Linked DNA regions of Anas platyrhynchos: region 2 is linked to region 1. Evidence: chromatin contacts called from public Hi-C data. All regions are on one chromosome and are shown on one strand. Each heading gives the region's core, a stretch centred on a gene start, on an enhancer-like site or on the middle of the called end of the contact. The rest is flanking DNA. Distances are from core to core; before and after follow the strand shown.

Region 1 (4,707 bases), core at 1,337-3,836:
CGACAGTAGTTTTGTTGCCTCATGGAAGCTGATGTATTCAGTGATACTTGTACCTCTTCTGAGTTCAGCTGCTGCCATGCCTTGCTGCAGTGTAGAGGCTCATTGCAATGCCCTGTATTTTTAATGTTTCCATGATATATTTAATATGTGCATGCTTTTAGGTGGAAGGAGAAAACGAGGATCAGGCTTCCACAGATCAAACCTCTGCAGCAAAGACAAAAAGCATATTCATTGCTCAGAATGTAGCCAGCCTGCAAGAACTTGGTAAGAATCAGTTTTTTAGCATTGGGGACTTAAAGTGCTGTAGCAAATGTTTCTCCTGTATTACACCTGACAGCTCTGAACAGGAAGAACCTTTCTGACCTATAGCATTTGTTTTTTAGGACTCACTTGGTTGTATGTATGCTGATGTTACCCTAGGGGATTGTGGTGATCATAATGTAGTTATCTTCATTGCAGAGGAGATGAGCTCAATGTATTTGTATCTGTTAGCTGTGTTTTGGAGGAAAAGGTGGACAATGTAAAATAGCCAATGGGATGGTTTACTGAGCAGGTGTGAATTAGACCCAGTGTGCCATGTAACAGGCACACAAAGCTTTATGATGCCCGTTAAAAGTACTGGCTGAAAACTTCACCATCTGGTTTATGTCTTGTAAATTAGTCTTTATCCTGTTACCTCATCTATGATGATGTTGTCTCACCACAAAGAATAATTAAGTCAGTAATTAATGACTATTAGATCATTAGAAGTTCTGCCTAGAAGCTCTCCTGTGTAACAGTAACAATAAAACACTGCTGTTTTTGTTTGGTAGGTGGCTCTGAAAAATTGCTGAGAGTGTGCCTGAACCTCCCATACTTTTTGCGATACATAAATCGGTTTCAGGATGCAGTGTCAGCCAACTCATTTTTTATTATGCCAGCCACCGTGGCAGATGCCACTGCTGTTCGTAACGGGTAAGACTGTGTTGTCACTTTTCTTTGGTATGTGCTGAGTACACCATACGAGAGAAAATAAATTTACTAGCTATGCTGTATCTATTATTGTGTTGTTCCTATGGACGTGTGATGTGTGCATTGCATATTGCATTGTTGAATCTTAACCTGTGTCGTTTCTGTAGATTTCACTCACTGGTAATAGATGTGACCATGGCACTGGATACTCTGTCTCTGCCTGTGTTGGAGCCCCTGACACCCACGCGGCTCCAAGATGTGACTGTTCTTGCTCTCAGCTGTCTCTATGCAGGTGAATAGATTTTTTTAATATTTTTTTTAAGAGCTTAAAGTCGCTTTTGCTTCTGCTCTGGTTTGTTACCTACATGTCTGAGGCTCAGCCCACCTTTATTTCTCACAGACCTGAAATTTATGCACCATGCTGCATAGTGTGGGGACTGGGTAATGTGAACATTGTTCTAGTGGTACTGCAGTTCAAATTTGTTCTGCAAATGCTCTTGTCAGTTTCTGAGAGACTCTGTGACTCTACACATTCTTAATTGCCTGTAATTTCTGTTCTCTTATGTTGAGAGTGTAATACATTTTTGTGATTCTTATTCCTTCAGCCTAATTGGTTATATCCCCAAATCATCCTTGTTTCCCTGGAGTGGTTTTAAATACTCCAGAATCCTGAGGGCTTATATTGGTATGGGTAAGATTTTAAAGAGTTGGTAATTGAGTAAGAAGGTTGCCTTACAAATGGAATTGAATTACGTGGTAAAATATTTCCTCCTTTACTTGTTTTCACACGCTTACTTCTGTAGGACAAAACCTTGCTGTTTCAGGTGTACTTCAGAAAGATTTTTTTTAATCTCTCAGCTGCAAGAATATATATTCGCAGCTCTCCTGAGTTCATGTGCATGTTTAATACTGCTTGTTTTTGTGTACTAAATGGGAACGTTGAGTCCCAAGAATGGCTCCTAGGAAGACTGTGACCTTGTTTTCGATCAGGTGTGAGTGTGGCAACTTGCATGGCCATCCTACATGTGGGTAGCACTCAGCAGGTTCGGACTGGGTCAACAAGTTCTAAAGAAGAAGATTATGAAAATGATGCTGCTACTATTGTACAGAAATGTGTAAGTAGATGGGAAAGTGTGTGTGTATGTATTGTTTTCGTTCTCGGCAAGTGAAGTGTGTAGAATTTGTATTTATTTCCATTGCAGTACATGTCTGTTATTTCTAGGCACTAGTCTGGCGGATCAAGTAATTGGGTGGCTAATTGTGGAGGGGAAAAAACAGTTATGTCTGGAGTTTTAAAAGTGTGGTTTAGTGTGGTTTAAAAGGTGGTTTGGTTATTGCCCAATCAAGTGCTTAAACATTACTGTGGTTTGGGATTTATTTGCAGCTTGAAATCTATGAAATGATTGGACAAGCCATCAGCAATTCACGCCGTGCAGGGGGTGAGGTAAGATCTGTCTCTCTTCAGAAAGCTTTCTCACTGTTTTTGTGCTGATGTATTTTGGCATTTGGACTTAACACGATTCTGTCTTTTTTTTTGCCTCCACTTTTTGGGTGATAGCATTATCAGAACTTCCAGCTGCTTGGGGCTTGGTGTTTGCTAAACAGTCTCTTCCTCATCTTGAACCTCAGCCCCACGGCCTTGGCTGATAAGGGGAAGGAGAAAGATCCATTGGCTGCTCTTCGCGTCAGAGACATTATTGCTCGTACGAAAGAGGGCGTTGGGTCTCCCAAACTAGGACCTGGGAAAGGGTATGTAAATACCCCACTGAAGTAATCATTGTCCATGTATCTAACCATGTCCAGCAGGCAACTACTATGGAGTCCTGTTGGTCTCCCCATTGGAAATTCAAGTCTTGATTCTTGAAAAATAGTAGTCATCTCTTCTTTCTTGGTTTATCAAAGCAGTTCCTGTCACTTCACTCAATCTTTTTTATTTTTTTCCCCTAAAATTACATTGTATCTTTTATTTTTCTGTAGACATCAAGGGTTTGGTGTTCTGTCAGTGGTGCTAGCAAATCATGCCATCAAATTGCTGTCATCTCTCTTTCAAGATTTGCAAGTGGAGGCATTACACAAGGTGTGTAGGTAGTGTGTGCAGTTCTTGTGAAAGGTTCTTTGCCTTTTCCACCGAAACACACTTCAAATTCTCGTTTCATTGTTGTCCTACAGGGTTGGGAGAGTGATGGTCCACCAGCAGTGCTGGATATCATGGCTCAAAGCACATCAATACAGAGAATCCAGAGGCTGATAGATTCTGTACCTCTCACTAATTTGTTGTTGACTTTGCTATCTACATCCTACAGAAAGGTAGGAATGGGCATACAGCTGGGAAAGTTCTGTAGCTCAGCCACTCCTACTGAGTATCATCTGCATGCAAAATTATCTCTTTATAAACTATGCATATGCAAAGAAGTAGTTAGAATTCTTCTGTTAGAAGCTGTCAGTTGGGGCCTCTCTCTTTTCAGAGATGTAAATTTGACAAACTTGTTCTAACAAATATTTTTTTGTAAGCACGGTGGTATTTATAAATTTAGCAAGAAGATGAAAAAACTGTATTCAAAACAGGTGCTTTCATGTTAAAGCTGGTACTCAAAGTGTTACAAGGGTGGCACAGATTTATTTTTAAAAGTCAGAATTTTTATAAATTTTGATATCTAACTTAAGGTAGAGGAGTTGATAAGAACTGTTAATTTATTAACTGAATAGAATTTACTAGAAGAAAAATAGAGTAATTTAGAAAGATTCTCTTGTTTTCAAATTCTTGTCTTCCATAATCCTAAAATTTAATTTATTCTGGTGTTCTAAGGCTTGTGTCTTGCAGCGTCAGAGGAAGGGCTCCATGAGCAGTGATGCAAGTGCCTCTACTGATTCAAATACTTACTATGAAGATGATTTTAGCAGCACTGAGGAGGACAGCAGCCAAGGTAACAGAATTTGCGGCGAGTAACTTAAGTCAGAATTTTGTGCTGTCTTAAAGACGTAGTGGAAACCTGGATACTGTGCTTTTGTCTTCTTGGACTGGAATGATATGTAATGCTAAAAATATGAAACTGTAAGATCTGTTGGCAGAAGTAATGCTGACTGTACTCTCTTCTGTAAACTTAAGCCAGAGTGGCTGGAATTTGGCACAGTTTGCTTCTTAGGAGAGTAGAAATTATTTCTTCTTGTAAATTCCTGCTGGACTGCCATAAAACTGCTGAGCCCTGTGATTGGAAGGGAGAAATGAAAATTGCAAATCCCTTAACTCTGCTCACAGAAACTCTTTAGTCCTTTTCTATGCTAGGTAGTTTGCATAAGGCAATTGCTTACTATACTGTGCTTTTGTTTTTCTTGCCTCCTGTGTTAGATGATGATAGTGAACCAATCCTGGGGCAATGGTTTGAAGAGACAATCTCTCCAAGCAAAGAGAAAGTGGCCCCACCACCACCCCCTCCACCACCACCTTTAGAGAGCTCTCCTAGAGTCAAAAGCCCTAACAAACAGACTGCAGGAGAGAATGGGAACATCTTGGCCAGCCGCAAAGATCCAGAATTGGTATGGGAGCATAATAAATAACAGATGTGCTGCAGCATCATTTACTTGACAGTGGCTAGCTGTGTTGACAAGTAGCATGGTAAATGTCACTGATGGAGAATCAGTGACTGTCTAGGCTTTGAGGACAAGAGTTTGCTTTACTATTCTATTTGTTATTGCTACAGAAGCAAAGACTGAAGGTATCAGTTTGGGTTACAGAGGGAGAGGCAAAATGAGGGCAGA
Region 2 (5,087 bases), core at 97-2,596, 40 kb after region 1:
GCTGGAGTCCAACTCATCCTCTGTGAGATGGCAGGCCCACTGTCTCGCACTCCACATCTACAGGTGAGCTGGGAGGGAGCCTTTCTGAGCAATTTCAACTCAGTTCTGGAAAGATGAAAAAGCTCTGTCCTCGTGGAAGAGTTAATGTTTGAGGCTCTGTCCTGAATGCTTCTGAGACTTGCAAATAATGACATCACCTTGAGTTGCTCACACTATTCTGCAGTTGTTGGGACTGGAGATTTAAGTTGTGACTTACACATTTCTGATCAACTTGAGTTATCATCTGCAACAAGCATTTTATTTCTGCCTTCAGAATCTGGCTCCTGACATCTACAGGAGTAGGTGTTTGTGGGAGGGTGAATTTGTGAATCAAATACAGGCATATGCAATTAAAAAGGTGGGAGTTATATATGCAAAAGCAGATAGCAGGATGCTGAACTACTTCAAGAGTCTATTGAGTTGCTGCAAGACCTCTGTTTTTATTTCAGAGTGTGCTGGAATACTGCTGTTGGCAAGAAGAGTTGAGATTTGACTCTGAAGTCTCATGTATAGCAAGATAATAGTTACAATGTTTAGTGATCTGATGTATTTTCCATCCCCTATATAGTTATCTTGTCAATACAGCTGTTGTCAAAATTGCTATCTCAACAAGCCTAATTGATCTGTAATATATCCAACAGGAACTCTAACAAGTCTCAGCAAGAATTACTGCTGGATCTCATGTGGTCAATCTGGCCAGAACTTCCAGCCTATGGAAGAAAGGCTGCCCAGTTTGTAGATCTCCTGGGATACTTCTCTCTGAAAACACAGCAGACTGAGAAAAAGGTACAGTGCCTTTCTGAAAAGGTACATCATCCAAGGCCCAGCCAGTTATGAATTTTGTTAGTACTTGTTTAAAAGGTACGGCTGGGACAGATTTTCTGTCAAAACAGCTTCTGGTAGAAATGTTTTCATTCCCAAAATTTGAATGTTAAAAAAGGTAGACTCCCTAAAAAAAATTGGGGACTGGAGATTTTTTTTATCTTGCTTTGTTGTGTTGTGGTTTTTATTTTTATTTTATCTAGAAGAAAACTTTTCCTCGGGAAATCTGCTGGTTCCAATTTATAGATTTTTTTTTTCAGTTCTTAGAAATTTTGTAACCGTGACTTTTGAACAAAGGAAGTGGTAGGATTTCTTAGGGGACCAGTGGGCTGAGAACAAATAATTTAGATGCACTGATACTTGCATATGTATTTTTAAAGAGCTGGGAATACCCTAGGAATCTTGGCAGGCATTTGCAGTCATTGGCTTTGACAAATAGCACTGTTATTGTGGTAAAGGTCTAATTTTAGGATCTGTTACGTTTCTGGTTAATGACTTAACCACACAAATTCCTGTGGGTATAGTGCGTGCATCTTCTGGGGGACCTAGCATGCCATAAGATGAGTAATCTTTGTCTTTGTAGCAATTAAAAAAAAATGCTGAGAAAACAGTATTTCCTAATTGTATTTCAGTTGAAGGAATACTCCCAAAAGGCTGTGGAGATCCTACGGACTCAAAACCACATTCTTACTAACCACCCTAACTCCAACATTTACAAGTGAGTTTCTTCTTTCTTTGATCCATTTCACTAAAGGAGCTTTGCAGCAGAGAAGCTGCGATCCACAGGGGAATACACAATTCTTCTAATGAAATTGTGGTGGAGGAAGGACCCCCGCTGAGATTATATACTTGCTTCAGCTGGTCTTGAGAGAATAGCAGGCTTTTTTCTGCCATTAAAAAAAAATGAATTGCATGTGTGATTGGCAGTAGGTTTTTTTTTTTCAGTTTTTTTTTTTTTTTTTAAGGCAGTAGCTTTAGGATTTTTCTGCTCTTCTGTTTGGTAAACGTTATAAAATAGTAGGAACAGTTGGAGAATAATAGTTTTGCAGAATGATGTTTTGTGTTCTTGGTCATATCTTGACTGTTAATAATTTTACTGAAATGCTGCCTATGCTGGCAATTATAGCTAAACTAAACTCTTCGGATTACCTGAATGGCTCATGCATAAAACAAAGTGAATACCAAAAGTCTGTAAGTTAGTTTTCTTCCCTTCATTCCAGCACGCTCTCTGGGCTGGTGGAATTTGATGGGTATTACCTGGAGAGTGATCCTTGCCTTGTCTGCAACAATCCAGAAGTGCCCTTCTGTGTAAGTACCTGTTGTTCTTACCCCCTTTCCAATTAATTATAGGGATCCCAACCTTTTACAGCAGCGTGATTTGCTGTTTGTGTATTGTTGGAATGTGATCATATTGGTTTTTGTCTTCTCAGTATATTAAGCTTTCCTCCATTAAAGTGGACACGCGGTATACTACCACTCAGCAAGTGGTGAAGCTGATCGGCAGCCACACCATCAGCAAAGTGACAGCGAAGATAGGAGACTTGAAACGCACCAAAATGGTCCGAACCATCAACCTCTATTACAACAACAGGACAGTGCAAGCTATAGTGGAGCTGAAAAACAAGTATGTTCATCCATGTTTTTTGTGTGCAAGCCCCTTTATTTGATGTTACGATTTCTGGTGAGGTGAATAGGTTGGATTTGTATTGGCCATTCTGCATGGTTTGTTTCATCTTCCTGGCTCGTTTTAGGTAATAATTCCTTCTTAGACTGTTACTTATCACTGTATGTCCATGCTGAGTGGGATTGTTCTGAATCTCCTACAGGAATTTGTTGAAGAAAAGATCCAAATGTCACCTAGAGCTTGAAATATGCCTGTTAAATGTCTGTACACAAATTTTGTACAAGCTTAGTTTTAAGCACTTAGCTTAATTGTTTGGAAACTAATATTAATACCAGTAGCACCTTCTGGGGAGTTTCACTGAGAAATGAATTTGGACCTTGCAATGCATCCAGCAATGCTGAAAGTGTTAACATTACTTGCTTGAAACCATATAGTAGAGCTAAAATTAGGAGTCAGATAACCTAGCTCTCGACTGCTGCTTTACCCAGGAAAAATGCTCCTTTTTAATATATTGCTCAGTCTGGAGCCAGTTCTGCTTATATGCTTTCCCTTCTTACTTCTTGAGATGTTCTCACCAGAATCAGATCTCTTTGGCTTAGGGATTAATCTGTGCCTGCTGCTTATTGCTTATTTGAAGTCTTAATCCTCTGTGACATCACAAGTGGCTGCTGTGGAGAGGATTATGATGTCACAAAGAGAGGATTCTGACTTCAGGTTGAGAATAAGCAGTGGGAGCAGATGAGATCTTAAGAAATAAATATCCTGTTTTCATGCAAATGTCTTTACTAATAAAAAAAAACGGAGGTGAAAATCCCTAGAAAATGTCTGTAGAATTAAAGTTTTTCCATGAGGCATCAACAGCTCTTTAATCCTAAACAGTCTCTCTCTATGAAGAGGATAAAGGCTTAAAATGTATTTCTGGCTACATATCATGTCAATACAGAAGCTAAGGAAGCGAATCCTAGAACTGCTCTCCATTCATCCCATTTAAAGTAGATTTGGAGCTGAGGCGGTTGTGTTTGGCTTCCCTTTGTGCGTGGGCAGGAGGGTACTTCCCTGTTGAAAAGCGATGTGGCTTGCTTTTCTTTCCCAGACCAGCTCGATGGCACAAAGCCAAGAAAGTCCAGCTGACCCCAGGCCAGACGGAGGTGAAAATCGACCTGCCACTGCCCATTGTGGCTTCGAATCTGATGATTGAATTTGCGGATTTCTATGAGAATTACCAGGCTTCCACGGAGACCCTGCAGTGCCCTCGGTGTAGCGCGTCTGTCCCAGCCAACCCGGGGGTGTGTGGGAACTGTGGTGAGAACGTGTATCAGTGCCACAAGTGCAGGTACGTCATCACAGTTCCTCCCCACCGAGCCAGCACAAGGGGTTTATGGAGCCCTTGTGCTGTTGCCCATGTTGGATGTTCAACAAAATACCCTGCTATTTAAATGCGTGATTCTGCTTAATACAACTGCACAATCAAATTAGTTGAGAAGTATAAAACAGGCTTACAGGGATTTAATGTTAATACAGTCTAACAAAGGAAACCTGATACGACAATACTGAAAGAACACAGAAGTTTCAAATCAAGCCCTCAGAAGTTTAAAAAAGAAAATTCCCAGAAGGGAGGTTATTTTTAGCCTGTCTGTTCAAGGGCATGGGGCTGGAGTTCAATTAGATGGTTGCAGGGGGGTTCCCCCACAGGATCCCTGACTTAATGTGCAGGATGGACAGTACTCATTTGGCTGTTCAAAGCTGTTGTACTCTCCTCATTCAGAGCAGAGCTCAGGGCATAATTTACTGTGCACTATTCAAGCTTTCACTACAGTATTACAAATCCTCCTCTTTTGTGAGTTTTGTCTCCTCATCTGAGGTCTATTCTCCCCTCATTGTTGTCCCATATTCCTCTCAAATCCTCATGGGATTCAAGGTGTTTAGCAGATTCTTTACACAGATCAGCTGATTATTGGTATATTGAGAAGTTTCCATATTCCCTGTTGATTTATGGGAACTATAAATCAGTTCGTGTCATGCTGCTGTAGTCTGCAATAGGATAATAAGTATGCTGTCACTAGTCCCACTGCAACTGTGTAGAGAGTGAAAGCTATTCAAAGCCTAGACCTTACAAAATGGTTTCTTTTTATCTGTGTTCTTGTAAAGGGCATGATGCCCTAGTCTGACATTCTGCTGGGAATTGCTGTAGTTGAAGTAGAATGGTTAGGAACAAATTCACATCTCTTTCTGCTTACTGGCCAGAACGTGGTACCACTTCTATAAGGATTTTTGGTGCCTGATTTGTAGCTTTTGATTCTCATGTACAGCCTGTATTTCAGTCTTACTGTTTCCCCAGGACAGTTTGGTAGCTTAGGCATTTTTGAGGGCCATCCTTCTCCTTTACATGAGTGCATTCGCAGCTTGCTTCCTTCATTTTCTCAGTTACTTTGATAAGCTCAGCTGTTGTTCTCATAGCTTTCTGGCTTGCCTTTCAGATCCATTAATTATGACGAGAAGGATCCCTTCCTTTGCAATGCCTGTGGGTTCTGTAAATATGCTCGCTTTGACTTCATGTTGTACGCGAAGCCTTGCTGTGCAGTGGATCCCATAGAGAATGAAG

Evidence for each region. A called contact is a pair of places that touch in the nucleus more often than the background predicts.
Region 2: a contact with region 1 is called in a Hi-C map of skeletal muscle, with 2.7 times the contacts expected there. The contact joins two enhancer-like sites. A contact is called at or near these places in 2 of 8 Hi-C or Micro-C datasets (liver and skeletal muscle).

Annotation. Positions count from the first base shown.
Region 1 is chr22:6,780,570-6,785,276 of IASCAAS_PekinDuck_T2T, forward strand. UBR4 (ubiquitin protein ligase E3 component n-recognin 4) reads left to right here. Exons shown (of 106, transcript XM_072026892.1): 6 at 162-264; 7 at 813-954; 8 at 1,119-1,243; 9 at 1,942-2,066; 10 at 2,336-2,395; 11 at 2,510-2,700; 12 at 2,929-3,028; 13 at 3,121-3,258; 14 at 3,758-3,875; 15 at 4,298-4,485. Among named protein-coding and RNA genes, the nearest start is that of UBR4, 8.5 kb to the left of the region's middle. Within about 2 kb of position 2,587, at least 1 of the 8 cell types and tissues checked has an H3K27ac peak or open chromatin away from gene starts, as enhancers often do.
Region 2 is chr22:6,821,720-6,826,806 of IASCAAS_PekinDuck_T2T, forward strand. UBR4 (ubiquitin protein ligase E3 component n-recognin 4) reads left to right here. Exons shown (of 106, transcript XM_072026892.1): 69 at 1-63; 70 at 681-825; 71 at 1,494-1,579; 72 at 2,082-2,169; 73 at 2,292-2,485; 74 at 3,579-3,818; 75 at 4,963-5,087. Among named protein-coding and RNA genes, the nearest start is that of IFFO2, 37 kb to the right of the region's middle. Within about 2 kb of position 1,347, at least 2 of the 8 cell types and tissues checked have an H3K27ac peak or open chromatin away from gene starts, as enhancers often do.